Linked DNA regions of Mus musculus: regions 2 and 3 are each linked to region 1. Evidence: chromatin contacts called from public HiChIP or PLAC-seq data. All regions are on one chromosome and are shown on one strand. The core of a region is the stretch at or near the end of the contact, and the rest is flanking DNA. Distances in the headings are between cores, read along the strand shown. Region 1 has its middle 15 kb from the start of Gm33519. Region 2 has its middle 79 kb from the start of Syk. Region 3 has its middle 63 kb from the start of Syk.

What was found. HiChIP or PLAC-seq counts read pairs in DNA pulled down with a chosen protein or histone mark.
Region 2: a contact with region 1 is called in a CTCF HiChIP or PLAC-seq map of the NIH/3T3 cell line, with 6 read pairs. The contact joins two enhancer-like sites. A contact is called at or near these places in 1 of 15 datasets of contacts at CTCF or cohesin (the NIH/3T3 cell line), 3 of 484 Hi-C or Micro-C datasets (bone marrow-derived macrophages, embryonic stem cells and natural killer cells) and 4 of 115 datasets of contacts at active chromatin or transcription factors (the NIH/3T3 cell line, embryonic stem cells, pancreatic cancer cells and 1 more).
Region 3: a contact with region 1 is called in an H3K27ac HiChIP or PLAC-seq map of embryonic fibroblasts, with 6 times the contacts expected there. The contact joins two enhancer-like sites. A contact is called at or near these places in 1 of 15 datasets of contacts at CTCF or cohesin (the NIH/3T3 cell line), 3 of 484 Hi-C or Micro-C datasets (bone marrow-derived macrophages, embryonic fibroblasts and natural killer cells) and 4 of 115 datasets of contacts at active chromatin or transcription factors (the NIH/3T3 cell line, embryonic fibroblasts, fibro-adipogenic progenitors and 1 more).

Annotation. Positions count from the first base shown.
Region 1 is chr13:53,031,644-53,035,946 of GRCm38.p6, forward strand. No RefSeq gene overlaps it. Among named protein-coding and RNA genes, the nearest start is that of Gm33519, 15 kb to the left of the region's middle. Within about 2 kb of position 2,203, at least 65 of the 459 cell types and tissues checked have an H3K27ac peak or open chromatin away from gene starts, as enhancers often do. A contact at or near this core is called in the NIH/3T3 cell line, embryonic fibroblasts and pancreatic cancer cells, where this site is marked.
Region 2 is chr13:52,673,706-52,678,485 of GRCm38.p6, forward strand. No RefSeq gene overlaps it. Among named protein-coding and RNA genes, the nearest start is that of Syk, 79 kb to the left of the region's middle. Within about 2 kb of position 2,071, at least 30 of the 459 cell types and tissues checked have an H3K27ac peak or open chromatin away from gene starts, as enhancers often do. A contact at or near this core is called in the NIH/3T3 cell line and pancreatic cancer cells, where this site is marked.
Region 3 is chr13:52,657,320-52,662,090 of GRCm38.p6, forward strand. No RefSeq gene overlaps it. Among named protein-coding and RNA genes, the nearest start is that of Syk, 63 kb to the left of the region's middle. Within about 2 kb of position 2,217, at least 60 of the 459 cell types and tissues checked have an H3K27ac peak or open chromatin away from gene starts, as enhancers often do. A contact at or near this core is called in the NIH/3T3 cell line and embryonic fibroblasts, where this site is marked.

The DNA of each region.
Region 1 (4,303 bases), core at 953-3,452:
GCCAGAGTTTATAGAGGTGCCAGCTAGGTCCTGTGTATAAGGTGAAAATATAGTTGAGGAAAGGCTGTTAAGCCCACCAAAACAAGGAGACAGCAAAGGAGCCCACCAAACGTGTCAGAAGTCCACAATTAGGACCTTCTGTATCTGTGTCTACAGAGGCAAGAAAGGGCCTTGCACTGGCTGGTTGTGTGTGTCAACTTGACACAGCTGGAATTATCACAGAGAAAGGAGCCTCCCTTGAGGAAATGCCTCCATGAGATCCAGCTGTAAGGCATTTTCTCAATTAGTGATCAAGTTGGGAGGGCCCATTGTGGGTGGTACCATCCCTTGGGCTGGTAGTCCTGGGTTCAACAAGAAAGCAAGCTGAGCAAGCCAGAGGAAGCAAGCCAGTAAGTAGTACCCCTCCATGGCCTCTGCATCAGCTCCTGCTTCCTGACCTGCTTGAGTTCCAGTCCTGACTTCCTTGGTGATGAACAGCAATGTGGAAGTGTAAGCTGAATAAACCCTTTCCTCCCCAACTTGCTTCTTGGCCATGATGCTTTGTGTAGGAATAGGAACCCTGAGTAAGACATGCCTCATCAGAGAGTTTCTGTCTTTTCCTGGTTGCTTTGGGGATCTTTTCAGGCCAGCACTGTTTCCCTCTGCATCCTGAAAGCTGGGCTTATGGTTTCTTTGTGGGGCCACCAGGGCGGTGCTAATAGCCATCAGCAGTCTGCTCTCAGTGGCTCTTTTGCGGTTGAAGTATGAGTCTGCCTGCTGTCCAAAGGTTGTCAGAAAGTTCCGGGGAAGTGGGTGAAAGGACCTACCCCCAACAAAAGCCACTGAGAATTCTGTGTAACTCAGCACCCAAAGCGCCCACAGATCAGAAGGTGTGGGTCATCCGACCATGTAGACGGTGCCCGCATGCCCCATCAGCTTACGGCACGCTCCCATGAGATGCTCTCTGAGGATGTGTCTCCATAAGACTTTATGCTTTGCATCAGCACCAAGCCAGAACTCACTGGCTGTGGAATTCCCATTCCCCAGGCTATGCAGAGCAGCCTGGCTGTGCCTCTGCCTGGGCTCAGGATTTCCTTGAAATTTTCCTTCCACTGGGATGCAGCATCATTCATTCATAGGACCGTGAAAACAGGGCTGTCTGTAGCAAGCTTCCCCACCCATTCCCCAAAAGCCCTCACTGCCTGAGACACATTCGAATGCAAAATCAAAGTGAAAGTAGCTATGTAGCTACCTTGAGATTCCCACACAGTTGCTTGGCCTAGGAATAAGACAGAAGAAGTATTCCGGTAACGCATTAGGCATGCTGGTACACACTTACAATCCCAACACTTGAGAAGCAGAGGCAAGAGGATTTAAGTTTAAGGTCACCCTTGCTACTTAGCAAGTTGGGGGCCAGCCTGGGCTACACAAGTTCCTGTCTCAAAGATTAAACAACAAGAACTGTTAGCTCTTCCATTTAAACTCTCCTTCGGGAATATTTTTTAATGGATAAATATGTGCTTAACATATTAGCCTCAAAATGTTTGTGTCTGCTAAAGAAATGCTTTGCATAGACTGTACACTGTCCCTCTTTTAAGTAAGCAAATCAGAAGGCAATCTAATTATTGACCTTTGATATGAGAAACTTAGCGAAAGTAGAAAGATCAAGTTGTTTCCAAGGTCCGAGAGTATGGCCTTCCATTATGAAAAGTGTGATTACCACGTTCTAGTCGATGGGAACTTTGCCTCTTTTTGGGGCTACAAAAATGGACCTTTCTGACCTCTGTGGAAGAGATTGTGAAACTTTCTGCATGTCCAGTTTTTTTTTTTTTTTTTAAGTTCCATTAAGTGAAATCCAAAACTGTAACTCAACACAGTTTGGAGACAGATGACTAATTTCCTAAACTATTTTTGGATTTTCCCCGCTTCATCCTTTGCAGCTTCCAGAGAAAACTTCCCCATGAAGTCTGCTGCCCCCTCAAAGCCCCTTATCCCCAGAGTGATAGAAAGTGAAGAGTTACTAATGAAACCAGTTTAAAAATACTCACACCCCCACCCCAACCCGGGTGCTGCCTCCTGTTCACTGGTAAGGAATGTGGCCGTGCTCGTGCAGCCAAGGGTAATCTAAAGGAATGTTCATAAGATACCCATGGCATTACATCAGTGCACAGTCCCCAAAATCCATGGAGACTTTCCAAAACACAGTCGGGCCACACTGACAGGCCAGCGAGTCAATACACAAGGCAAAGGGAAAATAGCACATATCCTACCAAGCACTGAGGCTGAGCTATACAGCCACAGAACAAAGCTGCCAGAAACATCTGCCTCTCAACCCACTCATTTAAGCAAATGGTAGTGGACCCTGAAGGCTAAGCAGGAGACATCCAGAGACAAAAATGTCCAGCCCTGACCCTCTGATGATGAACACAATGTTCTTTCCAGGGAGTGAGGTGGCTCTAAGTTATCCTGTGCTTCCAGGTATTGTGACTCCAGGGGAGGCGCTACTATAAATTGGAATTCAGTCCATATATCTTCAGCACACTGATGTGTTAGGCTTATATAAGTCTGGAAGAGCAAGCTTAGAGTATGGGATGGGGAGCCCTGTGAAAAGAACGTACAAAGGGAACCGGGAGCGAGTTCTTAGGAGCAGTGTCTTCTGAGATCTTGTGTCCCACTGAAATCTCTCCATGTTCTCCTGCAGTGCTCCTACCCCTGGCTTGATGACCACTGTGACCAGCCTCCGTTCCTGGCTTCACTTCCTGGCGAGCTCAAGAAGCAAACATCTCCCTGCTGTGTCCTTATAGGTTTTTGTCACCTGGTCATGTCTACACTCAACTCATGTCTGTTCTCCTGCCAGCTGCCTCCAGCCTGACATACCCACCATCTCCAGGTCTTCCATGAAAAGGGGTTGTCTTCTCTGCATCCTGAACTGTTCCTTGGGATCCCCATCTTTGGGGCACCTCTCCTAGTCCTCAGCTGCCCCTTGAGCACAGGGCTGGCAGGCAGTTAGGGCTGTCCACAAACCACTGAGGGCTGATGGAGGGGGAGAACCGCCGATGTAGGAAGGGAGACAGAGTGAATAGACAGAATCACAGCCAGGTCAGAGAGCGTTTAAAGCTGAGTCAGGAAATGTCTGTTCTGAGGATCCATGGAAATGATCAAAACCTCAACATTTCCCCAAGCTGTCTTGTGCAGAATAGCTTACCTCAGCAGTGTGGGTCTCTAGGCCTCTTTGGGAAGCACACACATGGATTGTTGTCATTAACAACTGCCACCTTGGGCTGGAGAGATGGCTTAGTGGTTAAGAGCGCTGACTACTCTTCCAGAGGTCCTGAGTTCAATTCCCAGCAACCACATGATGGCTCACAACCATCTGTAATGGGGTCTGATGCCCAATTCTGGTGTGTCTGAAGATAGCTACAGTGTACTCACATACATAAAATAAATTAAAAAAAAAAAACGACACCCAACCACCACCCTCCTCCTTTCATTTGCAGACTCTAACTCCACAGTATTCTTGGCTCTGGCCATTCACTGTGTCTCTGTTGGTGGTAGTTTGAATGAGAACATTCCCCATAGGCTCATTTATTTCCTTGGCCTTCTGTTGGTGGAACTGTTTGGGAAGGATTAGGGGCGTGGCCTTGCTGGAGAAGGCATGTCACTGATGATCTTTGTTCACTCCCCAGTATCCACATGGTGGAAGGTGAGAATCAACTCCTACAAGCTGTCCTCTGAGCCCTGTACATGTGCCAGGACACACCCCCTGACCTCTATATATGTGCCAGGACACCCCTCCCCATATACACACACACAACAAGTGTTTTTTAAAAAACATAATACAAATATTAAAATCAGAGAGTTAGCATTGATATAAAGTTGTCTAATTTCTAGCCCATACTTATAAGTCAACAAATGTTCTTCACTATTAAAAAAAAATCTGTGCTTGAGATCTCACGTCATAGGTAGTTTCGTGTCCTTGAGTTTGGGTGGGCTGGCTCCTTGGTTTTCATGAGACTGGAATGTTAAGACCGTTTGCTTTGTTAAGTGTCCCCTGGTGTGGATTAAAGCAAGAACCAGAACACCATCTTTGGCGATGGTCAGGGAAAGCTCGATCACGTGATTTCCAGAGACCGCAAGAGTCCGTGTGCTGAGGGTTAATGAGCAGCAGACAACAGCAGCCCTGTCTCATCATAGACTCCACTTCTGATGGTGGCAGTGCCAACCGTCAACAGTGATCCAAAACTAGTGAAAAATTCCAGAGATAAACACCATAGAAGGCTCAGGGCTGCTGAGATGAACAGAGCCCAGCTCTGTCCACAACCTG
Region 2 (4,780 bases), core at 821-3,320, 360 kb before region 1:
CAAAGGGCTGGCTAGGAATGCTTCTCCTCGTTACCATCTTCCAATGCTGTGCATACCTGATAGTCTTACTAATCCTAGCACCCCGTGCAGGTTCTGAATTTCATCAAGCATCACGTTGCTACTGAGACTAAGCTCCCCCCACCCCCCAGGGATTCAGGGGTTCTTAGATGTTCTATCCATCCCAGACATGCCATCAGTCCACTGGGAAGATAGATTTCAAAAGATCAAAGACCAGCACAGAACCATGCTGAATTCAGAGGAGGTTCTGCAGAGCTGGCTATGTTTCATCCAGAACTTGGGAGGTAAAATGGCCAGAGAACGCGAGGAAGGAAGTCCTAACCCAAAGGAGCTGATTCAGCCAGATGGTCAAGGTCGCCTCCCACAGAAGACTGGCAGGGACTCTGTCTGGTGAAGCAGATCTGGGATACATGTCACGGCAGATGAGAAAGAATGGGAGCCTAGGGTTGTCTCAACACACCCCATAAATGAAAGATGCCACTTCTGCCCCCAAACTAGATAAGCTCCAAGTGCCAGTAACATAAGGCTGTAATCCTGGAAGAAAAATCTTGAGGGAAATGTGGACCGAGGAGGCCTGGCTAGTGAGAAAGGGAGCCAAGACCTAATTAAGAACTAGGCTATTTAGGTGATAATTTGGATTAAGGATCTCTGGGTGCTAATGGGCTTGTTGAAACTCTCCGAGGCTTGTTTACTTCCTGTGTGGAATGATTGTCCTTCTAGGAGAGGATGCATTTATTTAGGAAAAAAAATGCTATACAACAATGGCTCTCAACATGAATGTGTACACATCCCATGTGAACCTAGAGGATGAATTCCATAATTAATAAAGGATCTGCCAAGTGGGTGAGGGATTAGGTGGCGCAGCAGGTAAGGGCCACTTTCCATCAAGTTTTAGAAACTGAATTCTACCCCTAGGACTCACACGGTAGAAAGAAAGAACTGATTTCCGAAAATTGCCCTGGGATCTCCACACATGCGCCTTGGCATATGTGTGTGTGTGTGTGTGTGTGTGTGTGTATACATATACATATACGTATATGTATACGTATACATATATATATATGTATTCCCACAATAAATAAATGTTTTAAAAAATAGAAAGAAGAGAAAAGAAAGTCTCTTCCTGATATGTTAAGTGGACGTGTGTGTAACTATCACTGAAAGAGCTGTTCAGAATTGCATCAACAAGAAGTTCTAGGAAAATGAGAAGAGAATGTCAGTCTTGATGTTGAGAGTCCCTAGAGTGTGGTGACACAAAAGCAGGCTTACTTTTAGATCGACTAGTATTGTCCTTAAGTGCTTGGCAGATAAGGAAACTCCTGAGTGTCTGCTCAGAAGAGAACGCCCCACCCCCGCCCCGCCCCACCACGCTCCGCCCCCTCCGCCCCCGCCCCTCCGTCCATGGTGCACTGTGGGCTGGAGCTGCTTTCACGGGGAATCGCAAAATATTCTCATTCATATCATTTTTCCATATCAAAGTTTCATGAAACTTAAGTCTAGTATCTCCAAAAGACAGCAGCATGTCTCCAGACCAAAAGTTGCAGTAACTCAAGAGCTATGACTGAGCCAAAAAAAAAAAAAAAAAAGTCCTTCTCAGTACGTGTGGAGTATAAGGCACATGCACGTGGAGTTCCATTCCCGGCACCCACTTTGGACTTACAACTTGTAACTGCAGCTTCAGGGAACCTGATGCCCTCCTCTGGCCTCTGGGCGCACAATCTAAATCCTTACAATAAAGAGGAAATGAAGGAAATGAATGCATCAAGATGGCGAGGCCATCGGATCAAATTGCTCACCTTTAGATTCATGCACACAGTTTGTATGAAAATTATGGCCTCGCGCAGATGACCTCAGATCGTTAAATCAGAATTGTTCTCAGAAACCATCGAGCATAACCATCTTACTCTGACGCTCAAGCACTAGCTAGACCTCATTTTATTCCTTGTTGCAATTTTATGAGGTCATTAGGATGAGAAATGCCAGGACTCGTGGGTAGGGTGGCTGGCTGAGTGCAGTTGACTTCCAGTTATGCTTAGCTGGCTATGCCTGAGTTCCATTTATTAAGTCTGACCTATTCTGGCACTGTGGGCTGTGATCCCATGGTCCTTTCCCCAGCCTCCCACAGGGACAGGGAACCTAATGACATTACTATAATGGTCATTTACCATCTGACCCATTCTATCACATGTCATAAAGGACCTATCAGTTTGTAGAACATATGAGACCAGCAGGGTCCATGGCTTCCACCTTTGAAAACATAAATTTTATTCTCAAATAAATTAAAATAATTTAAGTCGCATTCCATTGCTGACATAATCTGTAAACAAGGCTGGGCAGGAATGAGGCCTGGAGCTATGTACATTCCCAGTAGTGATTCAGACATGAGTATATTCACAGAGGAATGCTCACAGCCAGGAGCTGTCACCAAAAGTACCTATGCTGTTCAGGACACTGCAGAGGGAATGTGGGGGCTTCCTCATGTAGCCCGATGAACAGGAAGCAGAGAGAGAGGGGCTGCCTCACCTCATCCATGATAGATGCTCTGGCATAATGTAGCCAACTGCTTCAAGTTCCTGCTGCCCCACCACAGAGCCCGTTCCTTGAACTCTGAGCTAAAACAAACCCTTCCACCCTTAAGTTTATTTTGTCAAACAATTTTATCACAGCAACAGAAATGAAACCATAACACTTACATTGGGCATAGGGACATTACTTAGGGGGTGCTTAGGATTAAACCCCAGGCCTGGTATGTGCTGGGTGAGCACTTACCACTAAAGCTACAATTAGCTCCTATATGTACCTTAACAAACTGTTTGTTGTGCAGAAATCCTTTCCCACATAGTTTCTGAGGGTCTGGAATTGGGAAATGGCTTGGCTGCATGGCTCTGGGTTTTGATGTCAGGTTGGGAAGTTCATCTGGGGTCAGGGACCTTATTGCAGGATGGTAAACATACCTGTATTGGCTGTTGGTTAGGGATTGAGATATGTTCTCAAGTGATACTCCACAGAGCTAAGTCAGTGTTCTGTTGTCATGGTGCCCAGCTTCCTCAGAATAACGCAGGGGTTCAAGGAGAAGTTTTCCTCACAGGCTCAAAAACCATGGAGCCAGCCAACCTTGAAACAAACATCCATCCTGTCCACCTCCACACATGATGAAGGTCTGAGTCAGGGCCAGAGTCTGAGCATCAAGCCTTCAGCCAGCATTACTCCCACATGCCACACACACACACACACACACACACACACAAACACACACATAAACATCAAAAGGAGATGACTCCATTTTTCTTTGCCTGCTTCAATCGAGCCTCCTAGGTTCTCTGCATCAACTGCAGAAATCTCATCTATTATTTATTGCACAGGAGTTCAGGCTGCACGCACACATTTCCCACCCAGTGTCTATTGAAGATCAAAATGAAAGGAGATTGGGTTTCACTTTGAATGGGAGTCAAGCCACACCTCACTTATGCACAGTGGTCAGGCTGAGCCTGACCTTCTGCAACCTGCAATCAGCCTCCAAGGATGTGTTTCCTCACTCCACATGGTCCTGATTACCCAGGGGTAGGAAGGGAGGCCTCTCGTGTGCATAGCCAGTCGGCACTTTCACTCTGGGTCAACCTGGGGTGAGTTCTTACAGTCATGATCCACTTCAGGTCAACTTTCACCTTTGGAGCACATGAGTTACAAATAGGCTTGAAGATTCTAATAAAACTCCAAAATACAGTCGCTGAAATAGGTTGGCTTTCCTTTGATCTAAGAGAAAGGTGGCCTGGGCAGGTAGAACACTCTGCAGCTTTCTACATGGGCTTTTTAGCTCCAGGTTCTTGGAGCCATTATGGTTTCCTAGGTCAGGCAGTGGGGCCATCCCTTTCCTTTACTATGGTTTTGCTGTTTCTTCTCTCATCTTATTTATTCTTTAAAAAGATTTATTTTATTTGTGTGTGCATGCATGTGTTTGGAGTGGTGTGTGCACATGAGTGCAGTTGCCTGTGGAGGCCAGAAGAGGGCACTAGCCCCCCCCCAATCTGGAGTGACAAGCTGGTGTGAGCCTCTGAACAAGGGTACTCAAAGCTGAACTTGGGTCTTCTGCAAAGATGGCATCTACTCTTCACCTCTGAGCCATCTGTCCATTCCCCATCTCATCAGTTTTTTTTAACTTGGCCACAAGTGTCAGGAGAAACTGGGAAGCATGGCCATTAGATGAGAACCAATGGGCTCAGCAGGTTGCCGTTCACAACAAGAAGAGAAGATGAGAGGATGCTGAGGCACTGCCTCCGCTGTCTGCTGGGCCCTCATATCCTCCCTTTTCAGCTCCCATGAGGGTTCATGAGGGTTGCCGGGATACCCATATCGGGAAGCACTTGTTACTGACCAATCGCAGTAAAGGCACAGGATCTCACAGTGGCCACAATGGCTGACAGGCACCACCTACAACACTCTTCTGTCTTTTCTCTGCTCTTTTAATAAATAGCCTCTTTGAAGATTTATCTGCGTTTTCCTGATATGTCTGAGGTGGGGAGCAGTATGTACTCATGACTGCAGAGTTCACGGAAGCCAGAAGAGGATGTGGGATCCCCTGGAGCTGGAGTCCCTGGTGGTTGTAAGACACCTGACATCAGTGCTGGGAACCAAACTTGGGTCCTCTGCAAAAGCAGCAAGCACTCGGCCACCAGATTGTCTGTCCTGTGCCAAACACTGTTTTCAAATCAAAGCAACGGTGTAAGAGAGAAGTTCTGTAGGTGGCCTGCCCACTGTTCCGTGG
Region 3 (4,771 bases), core at 967-3,466, 370 kb before region 1:
ACATAGAGACACATTCAGACACACACACAGACACAGAGACACACAAATAAACACACAGACACACATACAGACACACACAGACACATCCAGACATACATATAGACACACATACACACACAGACACACACAGACACACATACAGACACACACATATGTGTATGTGTGTGAGAGAAATGACAGAACAAGGAAAGGGGAAGAAGGGAGAACAAGGGAGACAACATTAATGATGTACACACAGATATACAGAAAGAGACGGAAGAGAGGGGACAAGCGCGATGTAGGGGAAACCCTGGGGAAGTTTTCCACAGCACCAGAAGACCCAAGCCGTTTTGTGAAGCCAGGCTCGGCTGGCTGTGCCCTGGTCTAGTGGAGACTTGTTCTAACTCTAAAGGGGCATTCCTCTGAGGAGTGGAAGCTGAGAGCCGAGGTGATGTCTCACAAAGTCCCAGCCGCTCTTGGCCATGCCAACAATTAGTGAGAGCAACTGGGCCCCCGTTCTCAGAGCCCCTCCCTCAGCTTGGAGAAAGCCATACGAATTTCCCTTTAACTGTCTAGTCAGCAACGGTTGTAACAGTGTGTGTGTGAGGGGGGGTGGGCATTAATGTGACAATGTCCTCAGGACTGCTCCAAGTGTCCCCATACCCTGCCCTAGTATCTGTCTGTCTGTTCACAGCCAGTCACCAGACTACCCAGCACCAGCTCTGAGCCCACACTCGAGAAGTACCTCGGCCACCAGTTCAGGGTGTTTTCTTGGCAATCCGTACTGTGAACCCCTCAGAAGGCATCACACAGCAGCAGGATTCCAAGTTCAATGCTCAGCCCTGGGTTCCCTGACTTGCACCAGGATTTCCAGGGCCCATCATATGAATCTCAGCCCTGGAATATGCCGTCCCTGTAACACCAACCCAGCCTTCGGCCAGCCCTCCTGCACGTGTCATGGGGTATACCTGGGGGATGGGTCACACAGATAAGGACATCCTGAAGTAGGGTAGGTCACACAGATGATCATGAAGCAATGTCCAGAAGGTGGCCGTTGGCTCTTCTGGTTCATATCTTTTAGCCCGGACCATGTTAAATAAACACAAGCATTACCAGGAGGTCAGAGGATATGGGAGGAAGAAGAGGAAGACAAGAGCAGGAAGGGAGGGTCTATCATATCACCAAGCCCCTAACACAAAGATGAACGTGCCTGGCCAGTGGGCCCCTCTCTATGCTGGACAAGACCCCCCTCTTATCAATCACCAACTCAGAAAGTCAGTGCAACTTTTGGGGATTCGCCTGTCAGTGCTACTCTTCATGTGTCCAGTAGGTGGCAGCAGATCCTCGGACAGGACTGCCACGGGGGCCACAGGCAGGAAAGAGCTGCTTCCTCCTTAACAAAGTACCTGTTTTAACAAGAGTCAGCGCTGCCAAGTGGATACACGGCAGGAATCACATTCCAGCAGGTGCAGAAATAATATACAAGGAAGCAATTTCTAATCTTGGACATCAAAGTACTGCTGAGTGGGAATTTAAACGGATCTCTTTATTTACTCTTTTAAAAATCTACTCGGAGCCTAGGTGGCGGGTGGCTCAGTCGACAGACAGCTTGCCTAGTGTGCTTTAGTCTGAGTACTGAGTAAAAGCGGGTGTGTTCGCTTGCTGCTCTGCTACATAATCAACGCAAGGCCTGACTGGACCCTGTCTCAAAAGGGGGTTGGGGAGGAGAGTCCACTTTGCACAAAATCATGTCTGCTAGTTTGACATCAAAATAGAGTCATCTTGGTGGCTTTGATTGGCAACGGTGGGGTGCAGACTAAGCGAGAAGCCTGTTGGTCTCTGCTCCAGTGTCTCTTGATTACTGGAACCTCGGGACCTTTCCCAGGAAGCCAGTGGTTTCAAGGACGACACGAATGCTCAGCCTTGCTAATGGCACTCAGATAACCTGGGATTTTGACCAAGGGAGAGCGGTTTGAAAACCAAACTGTGACTGACTCATGAGTTATTCCAGACTAGAAGATTCCTGCTTACAGCATCCGGGAGCCAGGGAGAAGCTATTCAAGCCCAGCCTGTGCTTTCCAGGCAAGGGCGTAGCATTGTGCACATTTGAGATGCTTTCGGATGGGCATAGGTGAAGACCCTGGCTCCAGGCTCTGCCCTGCCTCCACCTGGTCCTTCTCCCCGTCCCAGTACCTTCTCACGCCCAGGCATGCTAGCTGTGTTGAGAAAAACCGCAAGACAGGGACAGCTAATGTCTCTCCTTGATTTTGAGACATGAGTCAAAACCAACGATGAGCAATCCTCCTGACACAACCAAGAAAATATCTGAGAAATGCCAGAAAGATCGACAGGGCTTGGGTGGTGCAGAAATGTGTCTGTTTGCACAGGCTCTTCCTTTTGCTAACTGCGATCAGGGCCTAATGATGGTGCCAGGAGGGAGAAGGGGGCTAACCTGAGCACATTGCCAGGAAGCCAAGCTTACTATTCAGTGCTTTGAATAATCATGACTACCCCGGAGATTCTCCTTGGGACTTAGATATCCTGAATTAACATCATCTGTCTGGAGCTGTCTCTCTCGTGGCTCCCGGTTTGGGGGCAGTGGTCCATGAAGGGCCCATGGAGGGAAGAGAAGCTCAGTCACCAAGAGACAAAACAGATGGAGAATCCTGTTCCCATCGTGGGAAGATAAAGAAAGCACTGGCCCAGAGGCCGCCATGAGCTTCAAAGGCCCACCCCCACAACCTGATTCTCCCAGCTGGACCCCGCCTCCTCCTAAAAGCTCCATGTCCCCTCTCAACAGTACCACCACCTGGGATCAATACTGGGAATTCCCATGGGAGACATCCGAGATTAAAACCCTAGGGATCCCAGATCAGAGATCAAAGAGTGGACATGGGATGGTGCCACTCACTGGAATCCCTAGTGGCACGTTGGCAACATCTTTCTTTTTTCCCCATTCTTCTGACTGAATGCTCTGCTTGGCTTGAAATCTTAGTGCCAGAGGGAAGGAGATAGTTCCAGCACAGAGCAAGAACTCGGCTGCACGGAAGTGGATATGAAGACTTGATCTGACCCCTTTGGGATCCTTCATAATTCTGAGTTAAAAGTGAGTTACTGTCGGTGTCTGCTTTAATGTCCCAAGAGAAAATAAAGTAGGTTATCGCAAAGGAGGTGGTAAGGAGTCTGCCTGCAGCACAGGAGGACCCACAATGCATCGCAACATTACCATGCCTTGCACACAAAGTCAAGGACTACGGCGATGCACTATAATAAAATTATCTCTTATATTCTACAAGACTGGAACTTCTGCTGGACCTCACAGCCAGAGTTAATAATGCACCTTGAGGTCACTTAAGACTTAAGGCTGCTATCCTACTGTGGACTCAAACTGTTTGTTTAGTCTGCCTCTAAGAGAACACTGTAATAACCAAGCTTGCTTGCCTAGGATTTCCCATGTAATCAGCTTTTACAACCGAAGCTAATGCATAGCTGCAATCTTAAGTTATGCACTCTTCTATGCCCCCAACCTGGAACAAGGCATATGTATCATTTGCTTTAAACAGCAAACACAGAAGTTGAAGGCAACTTCTTAAAATCTATCCTACAGGTGGATGGCATCCACTTATGGACGCTGGCCAATAAGCAGTGATGTTTGTTGTCTGAGACAGTTAGGACCAGTTGGAGCCAGTGACTTCATCCCTTATAAAACCTCCGTTAAAGATTTCTGAAAAGAATCCCATTCCTTCCCCGAGAGATGCTTTCCATGACTCTCAATAAAGGCAGAGCAAAGGCCTGTGTTAGGTAGAACAGTCACGCCACTCACAGACACAGAGACAGACACAGCCATGTGACAGATACAGGGAACGATCCGAAGGATAGCCTTCAGTCAGGCACAGGCTTGGACTCATGTAGACAGAAGACAGAAGGCCTAGGGAGCATGGAGTGGAGAATTTGAATCTGAAATCCCTCTTGGCTAAATGACTCCAAGGGCAAGAGCTTTTCTTTCTTTCCTCAATGTGATACTGACACATTATTGGTGGCTTGCAGCTAACCACGAACCTGTTTAATCTGCCCAAAGGACAGAAACCCAACTCAAGTCAGATTCTGGGGTCTAGATCCTTTAGGAAAGATGGCGTGGATCACCCCACAAGGCAGTGATGAGGTAGAGCGGCTTGGAGACTGAGAGGGGAAAGCAGAAGAGGCGGTGAGGCAGCTGTAGCCTTCAGACAGGTCCAGGTCCAAGAGCTGGCTATATCCAATGGCTATGGATATGCTTGTGTGTCAACACAATAAAACGCTCTGCTTCCTTCTCTTAAATGACAGCACACAACATGCCAACTTTACATAAGAATTTGAGTGGTGGTAAGTGTTACAGTTGGGGTGGCCAAGGTGCTACATTAGAATCGCCAGGGAAGAAAGTCTCAATGTGGAGGTTTCTAAATAGATTGACCTGTGGGAATGTCTATGGAAGATTATCTTGATTGCTTTAATTCATGGTGAAAATCCAGCCTGAAAATGGGTTTGGGTTGTGTATAAGAGTGGCGAAGGTCATCTGAGAAGCAGCCAGGCATGGATTTGCTGTCTTGACCTCACGATGTGACATGATATGACATGACTTCTCAGTTCCTACTGTCTTGACTTTATTTCCCTGTAACCTTGAGTAGTGAACTAGAATAACCACCCCCAAGTCTGTTTCCGTGATCAATCACCATGATCAAAGCATCTGGGGAGGAGAGGCTTATTTCAGCCTCTGTTCCACAGCACAGTGAGCCCCTGAGGGAAGCCTGGGCAG